Linked DNA regions of Sus scrofa: region 2 is linked to region 1. Evidence: chromatin contacts called from public HiChIP or PLAC-seq data. All regions are on one chromosome and are shown on one strand. Each heading gives the region's core, a stretch centred on a gene start, on an enhancer-like site or on the middle of the called end of the contact. The rest is flanking DNA. Distances are from core to core; before and after follow the strand shown. Region 1 has its middle 28 kb from the start of THBS2. Region 2 has its middle 46 kb from the start of THBS2.

Region 1 (2,586 bases), core at 46-2,545:
TTCTCTTTTTCTCTTCTACCTTATCTGCCTTCTGTGGCTTTAATTGAGCACTTTATGGGTTTGTTTTCTCTCCTCTCTTAGAACATTCTTTATGTTTTCTTAATAAACATTTTAGGTGTTGTTTAGAATTTGCAGTGTGAATTCTCAGTGACCCCAAGTCCATCCTCAAATACCCCTTTCCTACTTCACAAACAGTCTCTGAATCTCAGAGCAAATGACGCTCAGTATCTGCCTCCTGTCATTAATTTTCTTTATCCACACACACTGATTCCCAATACGATGTTACTGCTATTGCTTTAAACAAACTGCTGTCTTTTCGACCAGGTAACATGAAAGATAAAGAATTTCATTCTCCCTTAATTTCGTCGTCTTCCAGTGTGCTTCCATTTTCAGACAGATGCAAGTTTCTGGCCTGTTTCAATTCCCTTCTCGCCGAAAGAATGTATGTAAGTTATACTTCAACATATTTTTTTTAAAAAATCAAGTCCACTTCCATGTTGGGGTGACGTCGAGGGGAGATGAGTCAAACAGCCACCATGGAGGGGGTACGGGGAGTCGGAAGGGGGGTTGGGTGCATTGAGTCCCCGCTGTTTTTTCAGCTAAAGAATGGTTCACGTGGTGGCGTGTTTCTGGGTGGCTCTGAAATATGTCTGAGTTAAACACAAGTTCATAAGATGTTTGAAACTGTGGAACTCTTCTCTTTCTGTTTTCCTGTAAGGAAACTCCACCTTAGAAATGGTGTTGGCTCGAGTGCAGAAACTACTTAAACTCTGAGAAATTCATGGGAGCAAATATTACACTTTGTTCTGAGATTCTGATTCAGTCCACCTAATTCTAATTATCCTGCGATGAATGAATTAAAACCATCTGATTGAGTCATGTTTGTAAAATGCTCTCATTAGTAACTCCTCTGAATGTTTTGATTGTTTCTTTTTATAATCATCTGGTCATGTGGCCCCTTTTAAAGCTTAAATGTCAAACATAGACGTCAGTGGAGTCACGTGAAAGATTCGACATGTGCCATCGTCATGCGTCCCGTTCGGAAACGTCTCATTAGACTGTCCTCGGTGGGCTCCTGCTCGAGAGGCTGCGCGTGGTTTCAGTTATTTGCTGCAGAACGCAAGCCTATAAAATATAAAACTATGATGAAATGGAAAGAATGTTTTGAGGCAGCTACAGACAAAACCCTGCCGTCGGGATGAAAGGCTGGATGAGTCACGTAGCCGGGGAGATGTGATCACCCCGGCCAAGCCAGGCGACCGCGTCTGCGAGGCCGATTGCTCAACCGGGACGCCTCCCCACTGGCCCAGAGGCCCCGGGTCACATGGCGGGGCAGGACCCTGGGCAGGCAGGCGCCGCACGTGTCCTAACGGGATGGGCCGAGCTCCCCAGCGGCAGAGAGCCAGCGCCCCCAGGGATGCTCGGCCTGGCCGACTTTGCTCCCGAGGAGCTGTCCCCAGAGGAGGTGTGGCGTGTGCGCCTGGGCCGCGAGGGGCAGGCCGGAGCCAGACACACGGTGGTCTCTGGGGCGGGGGTCAGTGCCGCTTTCATTCAGGCCTCTGGGGTCCATGGCCTCCAGGAGGAAGTGGAAGGTCATGGGGGGTCGAGGAGGCGTGTTCGGGATGACGCCAGGCATTCATGCCTTCAGCGCTCACCCCCTGCTGCAAACAGCAAGGGTTTAGAAACAGTGAAAACCGAGGGAGACAAAGGAAGCAGCAGAGCCCAGAGCTTCCCAGTGAGATGGTCACAGCAGGGCCCCCTGCTGGCCGGGGCGGAGGGGGGGCGGGGGTGCCTGGGGCAGAACCGGTGTGGACATGGGGGGAGGGAAGGCCCAGGTCACGGTTCCTACTGATGGGACGTGGGCCTGTCCTGTTCTCCCGCCACCTCAGCTGAACACTTGCCCTGGAGTCTGGCCCTCTGCCCATTCTTGCTGCACTTGGTCTGCACAGGGCCCAGCACCCGGCGGGGTCAGCTTTCTCGGGACAAAAGCCACCAGCCCCCGCTGTGTTAAGTTCATGGTCACGGGGGTAGAAGGGGCAGCCACGGGACTGCAGCATGGCGTCCCATGGCCGGTACCGGGGCAGGTGACCCCTGGAACCGGTGAGTCATTCTCGAAGTGGCCCCAGGGCGTGTGGGCCCCGGGCAGGAGCAGACGCTGTGGGATAAACCAAGTGGTGGCTTGGAACCTTCGACGCGCACGCTGAGCAGCATGAAAGGTCCGCGAGATCCAGGACCTGGCCGACGGGAGGCTGCCCTCAGCCCCTGAGCCCCGAGCAGCTTAGGGGCCGTGGTGTCAGGTGAGCCCAGTCATTGCGGCCGGAGTCCCAGAGCAGTGAGCTGGGAGCTGAGTTTCCAAGGACGAGTGTGTGGGGACAGGCCAGCAACTCCGGAGAGAAGAGCACGTGTAGGACACGGACATGGGCCCAGGGCGGGTGCCCTTGACCCCACCCCACGTGCTGAACAGAGGCGGCCGTGCTGGGCGGGGGACCGGGTCCCCGAGTGCTCAGCGGCGGGGGGACTCCTCCGTGGGCCAGCAGACAGCCCTTTTGGTGGGAGGGTCGGAGGAGACGGAGGCCCTATGAAGGC
Region 2 (2,586 bases), core at 30-2,529, 74 kb after region 1:
CCAGAAGGGGCTCCGCGTCAGGACTCGCACCTGCCGCCGCTGCGGGCAAGGCTCATCTGGATCATTCCTTTTAGGAGTCAAAAATCAACCATAATCCGTGAGTCCTGACCAGGTGGGGGCTGCTCGCTCCATCTCAGCCTCTCGCAGAGACCCTGGGGCCTCGCGGGGCTGCACCTGTGCCCCGTCACGAGGGGTCTGGGAGACGGCGGGGGAAGGAGCGTGGCATTGCTGTCGGGGGCAGGACCAGGTTTTCGGCGGTGGTGCCAGCGATTTGGTTTCCAGCTGCCGGCACGTGTCCCGGGTCCCATGTGGCCATCCTGCTCTTTGCTTGTAACACCCCCCTCCCGGGGGAGGGCGCCTGGGGCTCCTTCGCAAGAGCCGCCTAGGAGTTGCCAAGAAAGGTCATGGCCAGTTACAGAGACGCCCCATCTGGAGACGGAGCAGCTCAGACGTGTCCAGAATGTGGCCAGTGTGACCAGCTCGTCCGTCGGGCCGAGCGCTGCTTCTCCTGTGGGGCTGCCCCCGCGCCCCCGGAGCTGCACGGCGCCTTGAGCTCCCACACGGAGCCGAGGGCCCGAGGTGCTGCAGGGTGGCTGGGAGCTCGAGAACACGCTGAGACCATATCTGCACACAACGCATTCTTTCTAGGGCGGGTGAGCATCTGCTGCTCTTGGCTGGGCCCGACCTTCTCCTCTGTGAGATAAATCTTTTGGCGAAAATATTGTTTTTAAAGATTCTCAAGTGTCTGAGTCTTCGTTTCAGCATTAATTAAACTTCATGGAGCCAGAGTCTCTGAAAACTCACATGCTCTTCCCTGGTGAGGCTGCTCCTATTGCGTCGTCCTGTTTAAGTGCGTCTTCCTCCCTGGCGAGGAGGGGAAGGGGCCTTTAAACCAGGGAGCAGGGCTTCAGCCTCAGGCCGGAGCGGAGGCCTGTGGGCGGGGAGCCAGCCGTGAGGCCAGGCCGAGCTCGCCGTGGCTCTTCCCGTAAGAGGCCTGACCTTCCCCCCCGGCCGACGGGGGCTCCAGCTCTTTGCGCTGAGATTGTAGATCTGAGCGTTTTATCAGGCAGACGTGAGGTACTGGTCTGAGTGTTTGCTTTTTCTCTCCATGGAGACCGTGCCAGGAAGGATCTGGCCTGCGGAACGTCATTTAACGACGCAAAGCCAACGAGAAGTGAAAGACGCTATTAAAAATAAAGGCTACTGCAGCGTAGTCACTGAGGAGGAGGCGACCTGCTAGGCTTTTCCGTTCTTGGTTCCTGCGGTTGGCGCCTCCGTTTGTGTAACTGAACAGTGGGCGGGTTTCGTCTTTCATTTCTCTCCCTCTGCTGCATGATTCAGAGGCCTGTCCACATTCTCACCGTCCGCCCAGCTCCCCCGTCGACAGCGGTCCGTCGTGGGAGCGCAGGACGAGGGACGGGGCGGTGGCCCCAAGGCGGGGACAGGGCTGGGGCCCGGCAGGGGTGCGGGCAGGAGGAGGCCGCGCAGGTCCGGTGGCTTGAGGACCCAGGTTCCCGCTGGGCGCTGCCATTCTGCTGAGGGCGGGGCTGGGAAAGGGAACCCGCCTGCTTCCTGCCGCCTTTGTGCTGGAGGGGAGACGCGGCGGGTGCAGGATTGCAGATTCATGTATGTTTATCCTCAAAACCCCACCCGTGTTTCTCCTCTCGTGTAAGAGCCGCTACATAAAACCCGGAGGCCAGCGTGGTTGCTGCCTCGTCTGAGCATCCGCCTGGACCCCTGAAAGCGACTTCCTTTTGCCTTGAAACTCACAGCCTCGCCAGAACGTGTCCTCGTACCGAGCAAAGATACCGTTCTGCTCTCCGGATGCGCAAGCACCCCCGCCCTGTGGGCTCAGGTCCTTCTTTCGGGAAGATCTTCCGATACTTGGCGCCCTCTCGTTTCCCGTGGGTGCTCTGTCTTTTCCAGCTGGAACCTCTGTGCGGATGACGTGCAGGGGGAGTCTGGGCGGCCACAGCCCCACGGACACTCCCCGGCAGCAGAGCCGTGTCGACGGAGGGGACGGCGTGGCCTGGGGAGTCGGGGGCTGGGGGGTAGGGGAGGAACCCAGACCCGGGGGGGGTGCCCCTGGGTTAGGGGCAAGTGGGGGTGACAGGAGCTTGGGTACTTCACGTGGTGGTTCTTAACCGACGGAGAAAAGAGACTCGTTACGTCCACATCGCTACGTACCGCTCGTAACAGTGCCTCGTGGCGCATCTGAAACAAGCAGCAGCGCGAGACAGGTCAGAGCACGATGGCCCAGGGCGTTCAGAGTCTGAGACAGCAGCGTGGAGCCTCCTGGCACGGGCTCTGCGCGACTGCTGTGCCCGCTGCCCAGAACCGCCTTCCCCGTCTCACAGACGCCACCGAGTCACAGTGCAGGTGGCCGGATGAAAGGGTGCAGCCTGGATTTGGCCTCAGTTCTCCTGACCTCAGGGCTGGCGCTCCTGAGGGCTCTGCTGTGCCACCTCCAAGGGCCGCAGGATGTAGTCACTCCCATGAAAGGAGACTGAACGAGCTCTTTCTATTATCTGTCACTAACCAACCCCAAAGTTTTCAGAAAACAAGGAGACAAGCGAGCAAGCAAAC

The links. HiChIP or PLAC-seq counts read pairs in DNA pulled down with a chosen protein or histone mark.
Region 2: a contact with region 1 is called in an H3K27ac HiChIP or PLAC-seq map of alveolar macrophages. The contact joins two enhancer-like sites. A contact is called at or near these places in 1 of 47 Hi-C or Micro-C datasets (fibroblasts) and 1 of 2 datasets of contacts at active chromatin or transcription factors (alveolar macrophages).

Annotation. Positions count from the first base shown.
Region 1 is chr1:825,051-827,636 of Sscrofa11.1, forward strand. No RefSeq gene overlaps it. Among named protein-coding and RNA genes, the nearest start is that of THBS2, 28 kb to the right of the region's middle. Within about 2 kb of position 1,296, at least 21 of the 83 cell types and tissues checked have an H3K27ac peak or open chromatin away from gene starts, as enhancers often do. A contact at or near this core is called in alveolar macrophages, where this site is marked.
Region 2 is chr1:899,067-901,652 of Sscrofa11.1, forward strand. No RefSeq gene overlaps it. Among named protein-coding and RNA genes, the nearest start is that of THBS2, 46 kb to the left of the region's middle. Within about 2 kb of position 1,280, at least 43 of the 83 cell types and tissues checked have an H3K27ac peak or open chromatin away from gene starts, as enhancers often do. A contact at or near this core is called in alveolar macrophages, where this site is marked.